Regions from separate parts of the Mus musculus genome. Here all the other regions are linked to region 1. A link is a contact called in public Hi-C data. All regions are on one chromosome and are shown on one strand. The core of a region is the stretch at or near the end of the contact, and the rest is flanking DNA. Distances in the headings are between cores, read along the strand shown.

Region 1 (4,903 bases), core at 1,790-4,289:
ACACTGAGGCAGGGCCTCACACTTGAACCCAGAGTTCTTTAGTTCTCTGCCTCCCCTATGCTGACACGAAGCACCATCTGCCACACTGGGAATCCCAGCTTGGGTTCTCACACTGTATGTATGGCAAGAGTTTTACCGTTGGGCTGCAACCCCTGCCCAACAATTTTATTTTCTCCTGTTCAGTTCATTCACACCTTAGTATCGTTCTCAATAAACTTTGGAAAAAGTATCTTCACAAAGAAAGTATACCATTGCTTCAAACATTTTTAAGATTTATGTTTTATCACAGAAGTGGATGCTCACAGTCAGCTATTGGATGGATCACAGGGCTCCCAATGGAGGAGCTAGAGAAATTACCCAAGGAGCTAAAGAGATCTGCAATCCTATAGGTAGAACAACAATATGAACTAACCAGTAACCCCAGAGCTCGTGTCTCTAGCTGCATATGTAGCAGAAGATTGCCTAGTCGGCCATCAGTGGAAAGAGAGGCCCCTTGGTCTTGCAAAATTTATATGCCCCAGTACAGGGGAACGCCAGGGCCAAGAAGTGGGAGTAGGAGAGGGGGGGGGGAGTATGGAGGACTTTCAGGATAGCACTTGAAATGTAAATGAAGAAAATACCTAATAAAAAATTGGAAAAAAAAAGAATGTCCAAAGAAAACATCAAAAAAAAAGATTTATGTTTTATATACTTAAATATGACTTAAATTATAAATGAACGTATATTATAAAATCTAATTACACCACCATATATAAGTGGAAATTATAGGATATATTCATAAATGTGCATTTTTAAATATACTTATATACTTTAAACTTTTTTTGTTTTAAAAACTTTTCTGTTGTGAGAGAGGAGTGGGGAGCTAGGGGTGGCTTTGACTAGGGTACATGCCATGCATGGATGAAATTGTCAAAGAAAAAATTGTAAAATTACTTAAAAAGCAAATGAAAAGCTTTTGTGGAGTGCTTTTTGTTGACTCCTGCAACTTTTATTTCTGTGTATAGCCCCACAGTGTAGAGTCGGAGGATAAGTATGTATGTATGTGAACCTTATAAACATGCGTTCTCCCTGACAGTGTAATTGTTGGGTTAACTCACGTCCTCAGTCACTGCAGCCAGCCTCCTCAGCAGGTGTCGTCAGGACTGTGGCTTTCTTCACTACACGTGTCACGGGAATCTGTCTTTAAATTAGCATTCAGTGTCTAGTTCTAAAAATTAGTTTTCACTGTCTTTGCCTTGTTTTCTACATGGCTCTGCCTTTACCATCATTAATTTCATAGGTATTCTATATATATGCTCGGTACTATTCCTTTTACAGCTTTATATATACACAGACTTCTTGCAGCTTTGATCTTTTTTTTCTCGTTGTTCCTGGCATTTTACAGGAAGGTTGTGATCAAATATTAACACTTTTGCTTGACAGTTTGAGCTCTTGCACATATAAACGTAACACTACATACAATTAAAATACCATTTTTAGCACATTTCCCCTCCACTCTTAATTATTTTACTTTAAATGTAGATCTTGAATGGCTGGAGCTGTAACTCAGTTACTAGAGCGTTGTCGAATGTGCACAAGTATAAAATAAATTACATAGTCTAGCTGACCTGTATAAAAGACACACAATCCAAGTATTTTATTTACAAACTGTAAGCCTAGATTGGGCAGGTGTGGAGCTATTCTAACATGCATCCCAGTCATATGTCCCTTGTCACTTGCTGTTCCTCCTGGTCACATGCTCATGGTCCATCTCCTCTCATGGCTTCCTCCTCCTCTCTTGGTCTCCTCCCTTCTCTTATTCTCTCCTGAGACCTCCTCACTCAGTCCTCAACACCCGCCTTTCTCTCCCTACGGTTCAGTCACAGGCTCTAGCTTTTAATTAACCAATTAACTTTCAACTGGAGAGCAGGGTTTCCATAGCACCACTTTGCGAACCTGAGGATCTCTTCCTGGTGGGCACCCAGATTCTAGAGGCCAGTATTTAGCATTTGAATACATAGCATCACCAAGCCAATCCCCAACACACAAGGTCTTGGGTTTGATGCCTAGCACGGCATAAAGCAATGGGGATGGTACACACCTGTACTCTTCATTCTGAGGAGGTGGAGGCAGGAGAATCGGGAATTAAACTCAGTCTCAACTATACAGCAAAAACAAAGCCAGTCTGGGCACATAAAACTTTCTTTCAATAGGTAGGTAGGTAAGTAGGTAAATGATAGAGAAAGACAGACAGACAGACAGACAGACAGACAGACAGACAGAGAGAGAGAGAGAGAGAGAGAGAGAGAGAGTTTAAGGTTAGCATTGGCAACATAATGAGTTCCCAGACTTGGTTACAAAAAAAAATGAGACACTGTCTCAAAATAAAAAATCAAGGTTTTCTCTCCTTTCAAAGTCCATTTCCTTTCACTTTCTACGGACCACAAAATCATTTAGTGTTTTATAAGGCTGAAGGATCAATTGATTCAGTGAGATTTTTAGGACTAAGGTACATCCTATAAAGAGATAATGACTCCACTAGAAGGTCATGACAACTAGCTTTTAAATACACAGGCAAGCTACCTCTTCTACATGCAACTAAGATTTTATGGTGACTTTGCAGGTCAAAACATGTTCGGATTCAAATCATGTCGGCCCAGTTCAAACCTTATTAAAGCTTATACCAAGCAAGCTATTTTCCCAGCCTCTGCTGGGGGATAATGACAGCTGCTGCACAGGCCTGTGCAGAAGTTACATGAGTTACATGGTAAAGGCTCTGAGCTGGTCCCTAATAAGGATGGAAACATTGGCACACTTTGGCTGCACTTGTGTATGAACATATCTACAAGCCCTCCACCTGCCTTGTAGGATGTCCTCCAAGAAACCACTACCCCAACACTTATTTTCCCCTTTGTCTCTTTCCACCAGCCACTTCCTTTGTTGGTAACACTTGGACCTTATATATAAACAGATATCCTGTTATTAATTATGACTAGGTTCAGCCCAGTGCAGCTAAATTAGTTCCATAAGGTCAAGCTGGTGCCAGAATGAGTCATCAACACAGAGAGCCGCTCCCTCCTCCCGCAGGCTTGGTTCTGCAGCGGCCTTGGCTACCTTCTGGTCTCAGAGGTCAGAGTCACCGAGGAGTGACAAAGACCTCGAATGTCTTCTTGCTTCTGCTCCTCTAGTCTCTCAGAAATGAACAAGCTGGCATTTACCCGGGAACAGTCAGGTCACATTAGGACAATGAAAATGTCACCTTGATTTCTCTCACTGATTCTACTACTCAAACCTGCTTCTCTTCTGTGAGGTTCCCTGTTTCTCTCTCTTCCCCTCTCAATTATCCTCTTTAAAATGCGTCTCCTCTCCAGCTGGCATCCCTCAGCCCCAACACACCATCATCCCCACCCTCTCACGAGTCTCCTCCTCATCCCCTCCTCCCACCTAATGCATTCAAAATTAATGATAATGACATCCACAACAATAATAAGCAGTTGCCTGCTGGATACACAGCAGGGACACAGAGTTCTCCCCCAGAGTGATTGCAGGTGGTTTCCTGAGACCCACAAGCCTGGTGGCTGAATGGTTGAACCACAGAGAGGCATGTGGGAGAACGTGGGTGGTTCCCAGTAAGACTCCCACCAGAGCCATTTTGCTGCCAGTCCTTCTGACAAAGAAATGTCTGATACAGTCGAGTGCATCGTGCCTCGCAAGGTTTGTGTGCCTATGTGCTCAGTGCCTCACAATATGGTTTCCAAAGGAAACTCTCAAACGCGGTCTGTGGGAGAGATGAGAAGGAAATTAATGAGTCCCACTTGGTGTTTTCACTAAAATCGCTGACAGTCTCTGGATTTTGTGTCTGGCCAGATCTTGTTATAAGAAGAAGTAAAGCAGGTTTGTGCTTTTCTGACCAGTGTCATAATCCACCTGTTAAAAATTACCCTGGAATGCCTAGTGAAGCCTCTATTCACTAGGCAACGTGAACGCCATAGATATCCAGTGTAGTTAACTCAAGAGTGTTAGGTCTTACCCTCATGTGCCTGTGTGTGCATGCATGCGTGCACACGTGTGGGGGTATGGGAGGGTAGGTGAGTGTTAAGTTTTTATATTTATTTTTAAAGGATAGGTGTTTTGTCTGCATGCATGTCTTTCCATCACATGTATTACCGGTGCCCAGGAAGGCCAGAAGAGGGCATCGGATCCCAGGGGTCTGGAGTTACAGACAGTTGTGAGCCGCCATATGCTTGCTGGGCATTGAGCCCCGAACCTTCGGAGGAACCACCAGTGCTCTCAACCTCTAAGCCATCTCTCTAGCCCTAGCTCTTACCTTTCTATAATGAGAAGTTTGAAAACAGACGCAGAGGCATGGGTATCCCAAACTCTCTACTTAACTCTGCCTGTGAGTTCGGCTTTACACTTCTAATTTTTATTTACTTACTATTTTCCTGTTTAAGGATTTTTTTGATGTTCTCAATGAAATGTATGTGTTTTAAGATACTCAAATCCTTTGAGAAATAAAACAAATTTTCGAAGAAACAAATGAAGCCATAAACTCTGCCTCTACACAGATACCCAGTCCATGAATCTTGATCTATAATGTGAGTTTTAGCTCAGAGAATATTTTCATTTTGTCACCTCATTTACAGATTGACTTCATGAAAGCATTTTATTAAAATGTCATCAAAAGAATGGGTGAGATGGTTGGTAAAGTAGCTTGTTGCCAAGCCTCACAGTCTGAACTCGGAGGAGAAAGAAGTCCTCTGACTTTCATATGCGCTCTGTGGAAAGTGATGCTGTCCAGCCCCACCACCACATGCACACCGAAGGAAATAACAGGTGGTTGATAGATAGATAGATAGGTAGATAGATAGATAGATAGATAGATAGATAGATAGATAGATAGATGATAGAAGATAGACAGATG
Region 2 (4,903 bases), core at 998-3,497, 89 kb before region 1:
TTTGAAGTCTTCATTGAAGATGAACTTATCTCCATCTTCCACCTTCTTTCCTTTCGGACTTTTAATCAGGACCCGTGCTTTACCACCGTCGAGAGATTGCAGTGTGCTCAATTCGCTGTCCTCTCCTTAAAGTCTGCCTTCAACATGGCATGTCCCAGTGTTGTCTGCCATTGCAGCTTCCGGACACTGCGCTTGCCCAGGTAGAACATCTTGAATACTTCCTGAAGTCTGACCATCTCTGGAGGGAGGCGCACTTTCATGGGTGTGTATGTGGCCCAGTAGCCCATGGTGAGTATGTTCACCGTGAGGTCAATGGGGCCTGGTGCACTTTGGTTCGCATATGCTGTTTGAAGTGAACCATGAGGTCTTTGGAGAGCTCCATGTCCTTGGACATGCCCTCCAGCTTGCTGGTAAATGCAGCTCCACACTCTGCGTATGTGAAAAAAGGGTGAGATAGAGCTGGCATGGTGCCCGCCCGGGGACCGGCCCACCCTGAGCTCACCACACTTGAGCTTGGACAGCACGGACTTCTCTGCATCCATCGACGCTCTCTTCCCGACCAGCAGCAATTTTGCCATGTCTTTCTTATAAAACGTTTCAAAGACGTCTTTACCATGGATGAAACAAAATAGAGACATGATCCTGTCCAGGATCCTCTCCGGCTCCTCGTCGGTTGCTTTTTTGTTGCCCTCATCACCTAGCAATGAGCTCTGCAGGCTTGTATGTTCTCTTGTTGATGAACATCTCGAAGGACTCCTTCATCGGGTTGATGAAGCACTCATTCCTCTGGAAGCATACCTCCACCATGTGGTCCACTTTGTCCTCAAATTCCAGCAGGTGTTGGACCATGTCTTTGTCTTTCTCAGGATTGATGACAATGGTTGTCCCAAAGTCGTGAACAAAGTGGAGAGGCTGTGGACAGGAGGCTGCTTTGGAGTTTGCTAAGCACACTCTCAGATCTCCGGGTGCAGAAAGACTCATTTAACCTGAAGTTCTAGGAAGAGACTGTCTATGCTGCTGAAGGTCAGAGGCTGATGCAGGACAGGGAGGTTCTAGAATACCTTAGCCATGTGAGGAAACGTCTAGAAGAGGAAGCAGACCGAGTGATCACCTTCTTAGACCACAGCACACAAAAACCTTTGGCTGCCTGTGTGGAGAAACAGCTTTTAGGAGAACATTTGACAGCAGTTCTGCAGAAAGGGCTGGAGCTCCTGCTGGGTGAGAACAGGCTACCCAACTTCACCCAGATGTACCAGCTCTTCAGCCGGGTGAAAGGGGGGCGGCCACGCTGCTGCAGCACTGGAGCCATCAAGACGTCTTAAAGCTTGTCCATCATGACTTCTCTCCACCCGAGAAACTTTTACACGACCTCAGGTTTACAGGGGCACAACGTACAAACAAAATATTGACTGATGGCCAATCACAAATTTATTTTAAAGCGATTCTTTAGTGTACATATGATTCAATCATTTATTAAAGATTAAAATCAATTTGCATCCTGATGAGATGGTAGGGATTGTTTAGCAAACACAGTACAGCACAGCAATATGCTAATGCATGCCAAGGACTGATAGTAGCAAGATATTAAAAGTCTTTGTTATCCATAATGACATCACTTTATGGCAGTATAGAAACCTTTAGATGTACAATGGCAACACTGTGCTTCCTGGCATGCAACGATCTCCATTCTGAGCTGCATTTCGGGCAGCTTGTGATGGTGTCGTGGGGTGTGATGTGCGCAGAGTGCAAAGTGCACATACGTGTTCAGATCTGAGGCTGCACATGCGTTCTCAGACCTGAGGCTGCATTGATTCCCCATGATGCAATGTGAACAGTAACTACCAAAGACAACTCAACTTTTGTGTGTTTTATTTTGAATTAATTTAGGGGGCTCTGTGCCTCCAGAAACCCTTTACACTTGCCAGATTTTTATAGCTCTTACATTCAGTTACACAACCCCAGTCAGGGTTATGACCCACAACTAAAGAAGCTTTGAGTTCAATAAGATAGAGAGTTCGACTCTTTCCCCTCACTCTCCCCAGACATAGACAAGCCCTTCATTTATGGGTTACAAGGCCAGACACTAACCTTAAGAATGCCCATTCTTTATCTCCTACATGACAAACTAAATTGTGTATCCCTGCGCCCTAAAGACGACCAACATGACACAGGACTGAGCGTTCCTTATTCATCTGTCTGAGATCCCCCTCTGATGACATAAACAGACACCGCTGGCAAACCATCTGGATGTGGCTTGTGTGCTCTTCCCTATCAAGTCTAAGGCAAAGCCTCCCTCCCCGAACACTCTGCCCCTCAGCTCTGGACAGCTCACTTTATTACAATATTCTGGAAATTTCCCATTCGTTGCTTGTTCTGGTTTGTTCCTTTAATAGTCCACAGACATAACTACAGAAACATACTGTACGGAGACACCAGGTACAAAGGGTCAGATTCACCAAAAACACAGAGCAGCTTGCTGTTCTGGACACAGAGCTCTGGCTGGGGCCAAAGCTCAAGAGACTTCAGGGGGGACAGCAAAGCTGAGAACCTTGCATATTGAAGTTAGCTTTTGATCTTTAATGCTGTGGTGTTCCTGCCTTCATCCCAGCCCTTCTTGAAGACTAAGTGACTTGGCCACTAGCAGCGAACAGGTCCTGTAAGGGAGGAAGAAAGTAAATATTAAAGGTGTCACTGAAAAGAACACTGTACCCTACAGTGGAAACCTTTGGCTGACAAATCCTTAAAATCCTCAGAAAAAAAAAATCAGAAAAACTGTATGTCCGCTAGTACATTTTTAACTCAATATTGACACTCCAGTCTCTTTCCCAGGTGCTGGGATTACGGACACGCACCGACGTGCGGGGCTACAAGATTTGTCTTTAAAAGTTTAAAGAGTTCTGTAGAATTTGGGGATTTTAAGGATTTGCCAGGAGAGCACAGTGCATATTAAAGCAAGCACACACTGTAGTGAATAGAAAGGAGGACTTTTCTTATGATAATGTCACTCGGCTCTTTAAATCCTATTAAACATTTAAAATTTTTATTGCAATCTTTTACTGTGTGACTGTGGGAGAGGGGGGAGTACATTCATGCCAAGCAACCGCACATGTGTGGAGGTCAACGGGCAACTGGAAGCAGGTGATTCTCCTTTCACCCCGAAGTTCCAGGAATCATATTCTGGGTGTCAGGTTTAGCAGCAAGCTCTTTGTTGTCTGTTGAGCCATCTTTCCAACCCCTGATTTTATTTTACAGGCACACACACACACATTAGCCCCCAAAATTATTTCTAAAATAATGTTAAATGACAACTTTTTAGGGCCCTTCTATTGTATTGACCACACACACACAAAAAAAAAAAAAAATTCAAAGTTGCCTCGTTGTACAAGGTACTCTTATCCTATTGTTAAAATCAATATTCTAAGTTTAGAGCACGGAAAAAAATCAGGACTCTTTCATGCCCAGACTCATGCCTGTAACTCATTCACTCCTGTCTTATTTAATCCAATACAAGCTGACCATGAAGGAGGTACTATAATAATGCATTTACTATATTTTTGAAACACATCAAGATCCAAGAACAGTGGGATCAGCTTGTTCAATAGTGGAAATTTTACTAAGCACCTTTACTGTGCAAAACCAAACCATATTATTAAGCCAACAGCTAAATATGGGGGTTAGAGGGAGGTGGCAAGGCTTAATTTTGCATCCAATAAGTGTTTATTTATGCATACTTTTCGAAATATAAAATTCAGGGCTGCTCAGATAATAGAGTACTTGGGTATCTCGCACAAAGCCCAGTGGGTCAATCTTCATCCCAATACAAAACTTCACTCACCAGATAAGGACAGGGGAGTGAGAAGCCCAATGTCATATTTTACTACAAAGAGAGTTTAAGGTGAATGGGAGACACTGTCTCAACCAAACAAGAAATATAAAAATCGTTGTGAGAAAATCAGATTCTTTAATATTCACGAGGAGCCACGAAGACAACATTTTCATATCGAATATAACATGATTTATCCAAAGTTTGTAAGAACTATGCAAAAAAATACATGATTGACTATGATGGACAGTTTGGTTTAAGAGCAATTGGTGACATGAGAATAGTCTCAATTGTTAATGGTCCTTTGGAGTTCATTTGTCTTGTATAACTCAGCAATAGACCCAGAGCCAAAGTTTCCTTGCCATTTATGACAGAAATTACATGAACTGCATGAAAATTATTTCATCTAAAAGTAAGCATATTTTTGCTAGCTGAAGTAGAAACATTAAATATTTTATAGATTAATAAAAACAGAGTAAATATATTTTGAAGTAGGACATAGAAGCTGCAGCCTGGAATCCCAGGACTGGGGAGGCTGAGGCAGGGGGATCACCATGAGTCCTCAGGGCAGCCTGGAATGTAGAGTAAGACTCTGCCTCAAAACTAACAAGCAGAGAAAGAGAGACTAAATACCTTATGGAACGGCTCAGAAGTAAGTTTATTTGAGTAAAAGATAAGCTCCCATCTGAGAGAAATGAGATGTTTACCCACAGTTTATTGGCAGCAACCTTCAAAACCTTAATAGTCCCAATTTCAGTACCATGTAAATGAAGTGTTTGATAGACAGGGAGTGAAATCCTGGGTTCAGTTGTTGACTCTCCATCTTGAGCAGTGAACGTATTTGTGAATGCCTTGGAAATTACTGACAAGAAGCCCTTAGTTTTTACTGGAAATCTTTGCTCTTAAGGTTCTCCCTTCTCCTTCCTCCCCATGCTCCTCCCCTCCCTTCCCCTCTGAAATCTTATTTTGCTGTTGTCATTTGTGTTTTGTTTTGAGACGGGGCCTCACTAAGGAGCCTTGCCTGAGCTGGAACTCACTGTGCAGGCACCAGGCTGACCTCAAATTCCCAGACATCCTCCT
Region 3 (4,903 bases), core at 1,412-3,911, 82 kb after region 1:
GTTTTACATGTGCAATATCTACTTACCAAGACTGTAAACTCTTTAACATGTCCGTAAAATATTATTATGATCTTGAACTTTCTGCATCAGCTACCAATACCAGAGAGATGAATAAATGGCAGATGATTGATTAAAACACAATGAAGGTCAAATCAATCAGTATGATTGGAAACGCGTTGCATAGAAAATGAGCACGAGCTTTACAGTTTGCTCCAAAGGTCCAATTTAGGTACAGTCTTTCAGAGTAGTCAACTGAGGCTTCAAGACAACCAAGTTATGTTTAATTATGTACACATTTCCATTCCGTTTCCCATACAAAATGGCACAGGGAAGGGTGAGGGACAACTGACCAATGGGTACTAGAACAGAGAGATGCCCCAGTCTGACATATCCTGCATGATTACTGTGAATAACATTTGGACACTGCAAAACACTAGAAGGATTTTTAATGTTATCATAAAGAATTGAGAATATGTAAGCAGACAAATTTTAATTTGATTTAAACATTACATCACATGATGAAACATCCCATGGTTCTCTATTGACATATTTGATGTTTTAGGTGTCCATTTAAAAACAAACTTTAATGACTTTAATGTAAAGGTACTTTTGACTTTTATTAGTATTCATTTAAATGTGTGTGTTGAGAGGGAGGGAGACGTATGTGCATGTGTCTGCAGGTGCCCAGACAGGACAGAGGCATTGGGTTTGCCTGGAGTTAGCGTTTACAGTGCTGAGCTGCCTGACATGGGTGCTGGGAACCAAACTCAAATGCAGTATACATTATTTTAACTGCTAAGTCATCTCTATAGTCCTGCCTAGAATAAAATTTTAAAATAAGTGTGTGTGTGTGTGTGTGTGTGTGTATTACATACATTACATGCCAGGAATGTAGTTCAGTTGATTATGTGCCTGCATGTCATGAGTGAAGCCCTAGGTTTGATCCCTAGCACCACATAAACTAGGTGGTAGCGCTCGAGAAATAAAAGCAGGGAGATCAGAAATTCACAATCATCCTTGCCTACATAGCAAGCCATAGACCAACATGACCTACATGAGACCTTGTCCCAAAAGAATTAAAATGAAACAAAATGGTACCTAGGTCCAAAGGATGATGGGATTGCATATATACTATATACATATATACATATATACATAGTCATACTAAAGCCACATGGTCAACTGTGTGCACTCTGGCATTAGGTTTGGATTTGATTCCCAACTCACCATTTGCATAGTTTTAACTTGGCAGTTCTCAGTAAATCTGAAAGAGAGATAGTGGCCTACTGATTCTATATAGAAATAGAGAGACTCATTCCGCCTTTGAGTCTACCCAGAAACTGTTAAAGACTTCATGATGCTGAAGAGTTTGACTGTAATCTGTATGCGTGTGTGGTGTATATGCATATGTGTACACAGGTGTGTGTGACACACACACAGAGGAAGATGTTGTGTTACCTACTCTATCATTTTTTGCTTTAACCCCTTGAGTTAGTCTCTCACTGAACCTGGAACTCAGCTGGCAGCCAGCAAGCCCCTGATTCTGTTCCCTCTCCCTCTGCACTGGGGTCACAGGTGCACTGGCACGTACCCAGCCTTTTTACATTGGCTCTGGGAATCTGAACTCAGCTGCTCAAATGCATTATGGGATCTTCCCAGCTGAACCATCTCCCCAGCCCTACAAATGGTATCAGGAACAACTTGCTTCAAACTGCATCTTGTTTTCTGCAAAAACTGGAGAGGTGTGACCACTGTGAACTCTTCAGAGAGCACACATTTTAAAAATACTTTGCATACACGGCTGTTGCTATTATCACTCTGGTCAAAGCTGTGCTTTTCCTATTACAGTGCAGTGTACACCATACCTGTTGCGAGGATTTAACGCCTCTAACCCTCAGGAAGGCAAATCTGTGATTAACTCTTCACCTTTGCATTCACAGACAAAAGGATGTGATGTCTCTTGGAGCCACAAATTAAAAGACAACGTTTTAATCCCTAACCTGTAAGGGCTATGGTGGTTTCCCTGCTAAATGCTTAATGCTAATCAATTTAGGGATTATTAACTTATTAGCGGATAATTTTTGTTGGGTTTTAAAGGACAGCAATGATGAAAGTGAAATTCACAGCTAATCCCACCACCCATAAATAAGCACTCGCTTACGTTTGATCAGCACAGGGCTCTGTAACCCTGGCTGCTCGCTGCCTGTCAACTGGGTTCGCTCATCAAATGCATAAATACAAATCCAATACCCTTTGTTTGCCTCTCACATATCCTAAACGTGGCAGCTTAATTACTTCTCTCCAATTTGCTAAAGAGTAAACCAAGGACAGAGAAAGGACATGTCTCATTGCCTTAGCATCCCTTGGGAGGTAGTACAGAGCACTGTCCGACTGGCATACTTAGATAAAACTTCAAACCACCAAAATCTCCTTGGGAGCTAGAAAGACAACGTCTCATTCAAACCAACACGTGCGTATGAAAATAAAATATTAGCTCGAGCCGCTGTTAAGCACAGCACAGAGATAATTAGTGTAATGGAAAAGTCTGTTTCAGCCTGGAGATTTTGTTTTTTTCTTTTTCAAGTTTGTGGCATTGTTTGTTTCAGAGGCACTGGTAGCACGCCTGAAATATTTTCCTAGCTTTGCTGAAGCACTCAGCCTTTGGGCGAGCTGGCCAGGTTCCTAGAAAGGCGTTTCCTGTGTGTTTACTAGGCGCTGTAGGCCCTGTAGGTCCTGGGCCATCTCTCAGGATCTGCGCTCCTCCACTCAGTGGCTTCGGAGCCTCTCGCTGCTGTGGCTTTTCTCGATTGGTGAGGAACTCATGCCTCAGAAAGGCATCTGCTGTTACATCTCCTATTTGCAGAAGCCATGCGTGTTCCCTGATGATCTTCTGTTTAATCCAGTAATCCTTCTTATCTCCCTGCTTCCACATGGCCTTCCTCCTTGTTAAGACCCCATCTCTTTATCTAACTTTTAATATCCATGTGTTCAGGATGTCTGGGAGGAAAACAGCAAGCAACTCTTCCTATACCTATTTTTTAGCCTATGTGCCCTTTTTTTTTTTTTTCTGGATATGTGAAAATGTTGATGTATGTGTGTATATGTGTGTGTGTGTGTGTGTGTGTGGAGTTTGTGATGGAAAAACAATAAGTACTAAGCATCTGTTCATGACTTTAAAGATTTATTTTTAATTTCATGCATGGGGGAGGGGTACGCATACTTGAATGCAGGTGCCCTAGGAGTCCAGAATGGACGGGTCATTCCTTGAAGTTGGAGTGATAGATGGTTGTGAGCCACCCAATGTGTGTGCTGGAAAGTGAACTCAGGTCCTGTACAAAAGCAGAACACACTCTTAACTGCTGAGCCAGTTCCCCAGCCCTGTATCTGTTCACTATTAAAATTATAAAATAGCATTATAATTTAAAAAGTTACCAAAACAATGACATGATAGAAAATAAATGATAAATGGATAGATGATAGGTACATAGAGATAGATAGATGATAGATAGATTGATAGATAGATAGATAGACAGAATAAATAGACAGATATAGAAAATTAGAATTTGCCTAAAATGAACTTAACTCACCAGCTATATAAACACCCAAAAATACTGTGCTCAAATGTGATGTGAGAAAGCTTTTTGCTTCTAATACCCCTCTGTGGAGGATCCAACAGAACATCCTTACACAGGACAAATGAAGTTTGGAACACCGTGCTGTGTAAAATATTGCTAAGTCCATAGAAACTGGAATGACTCCCAAGGATGTCCTTTCTTTAAACTGACTTGGCAGGATTGGAGACAGATATCCAGAGCAGAGTTCCTGGAGTTTCTGTGTGAAAATTGAGCCTTAGCCAGCCTTAGACCAACAGAGCCTCAGGAAAAGCCCAACCAGTCATGGCAGTTTGTGGCTCTCCAACCTAATGGTTTGCTAGCAGAGATGGGAACGAGAGATGACATATCATCTGCACAATGATTCTCCAGTTTTAAACTTGGTCACAAAGACCATCTACCAACCCATACTGTGCCCCAGCCCCTCAGCTCTTAATGTGGAGCCATCTTGAAATGCCCTCCAGGGTTCTGTGAAGCAGCAGCTGAAAGCTACCCATAGGACTCTGCTGGCCCACCTCTGCAAACCAACCAGGTAGCCATAGCCACCTTCTCATGACCCCAGCAAACACCAAGAGAGCTTCCCCTAAGTGGCTTAGCTCTCGGAAGCTGACAGAATCAGAAAAGTGGCCCCCATGGTTCTGGAAATAAATCCACACACTTGCATACAAAGGCAGCAAGAATGCAGTGATATCCATACACAGCAGAAAGGACCTAGGTCCTTCCTCTCACTGTTGAACGGCTCAGAATGAATCAAAGAATTAAACCAAAGCTGCTTGAAGAAAATACAGTGCAAATGTTTCAGAACATTACCCTGGGCAAACGTATCTTGGCTTGATCCCAAAAGCAAAACCCGGCAAATGGGATTCCCTAAAAATCCACACAACCAAGGAAACGATTAACAACTGAAGAGACAACATACAGAATGAGAGAAAAATATTTGAAAACTCTTTACCCATTAGGGGACTAATAGCCAGAGCATAAAGGGAACACAACTTCGACTGTGAATGTAACTCAGTGAAGGGCTGTGTGTGTGTGTGTGTGTGTCCCTGGATTCAACACCCCAAAGAAAAGAATCAAGTGGGCAAACGACCTGTGCAGACATTCTTCTAACAAGACCAACAAATGTTGATCAGGGATATGAGAAACAATCCATATTGTCAGGGAAATGCAAATCAACACTAAAGTGAGATATCAGCTTACCCCCAAAAGAGTAAATACCATCAAAAATAGTTTTTAAGAAGCGATTGATTTGGGTGGAGAGATGGCTCAGTGGGTAATTAATGTTTGCCACA

Evidence for each region. A called contact is a pair of places that touch in the nucleus more often than the background predicts.
Region 2: a contact with region 1 is called in a Hi-C map of uterus, with 6 times the contacts expected there. The contact joins two enhancer-like sites. A contact is called at or near these places in 5 of 484 Hi-C or Micro-C datasets (cerebral cortex, cortical neurons and uterus) and 3 of 9 other capture datasets (adipose tissue, liver and pancreatic islet).
Region 3: a Hi-C map of the N1E-115 cell line shows a contact between it and region 1, with 2.2 times the contacts expected there. The contact joins two enhancer-like sites. A contact is called at or near these places in 1 of 39 promoter capture datasets (hippocampal neurons) and 4 of 484 Hi-C or Micro-C datasets (the N1E-115 cell line, embryonic stem cells, forebrain and 1 more).

The regions. Positions count from the first base shown.
Region 1 is chr6:140,144,867-140,149,769 of GRCm38.p6, forward strand. No RefSeq gene overlaps it. Among named protein-coding and RNA genes, the nearest start is that of Gm30056, 46 kb to the left of the region's middle. Within about 2 kb of position 3,040, at least 46 of the 459 cell types and tissues checked have an H3K27ac peak or open chromatin away from gene starts, as enhancers often do. A contact at or near this core is called in the N1E-115 cell line and uterus, where this site is marked.
Region 2 is chr6:140,056,689-140,061,591 of GRCm38.p6, forward strand. The region is part of intron 2 of Gm45959 (a long non-coding RNA gene); the gene reads right to left. It also overlaps the pseudogene Gm44156. Among named protein-coding and RNA genes, the nearest start is that of Gm45959, 11 kb to the right of the region's middle. Within about 2 kb of position 2,248, at least 4 of the 459 cell types and tissues checked have an H3K27ac peak or open chromatin away from gene starts, as enhancers often do. A contact at or near this core is called in uterus, where this site is marked.
Region 3 is chr6:140,226,745-140,231,647 of GRCm38.p6, forward strand. No RefSeq gene overlaps it. Among named protein-coding and RNA genes, the nearest start is that of Gm38917, 57 kb to the right of the region's middle. Within about 2 kb of position 2,662, at least 15 of the 459 cell types and tissues checked have an H3K27ac peak or open chromatin away from gene starts, as enhancers often do. A contact at or near this core is called in the N1E-115 cell line and uterus, where this site is marked.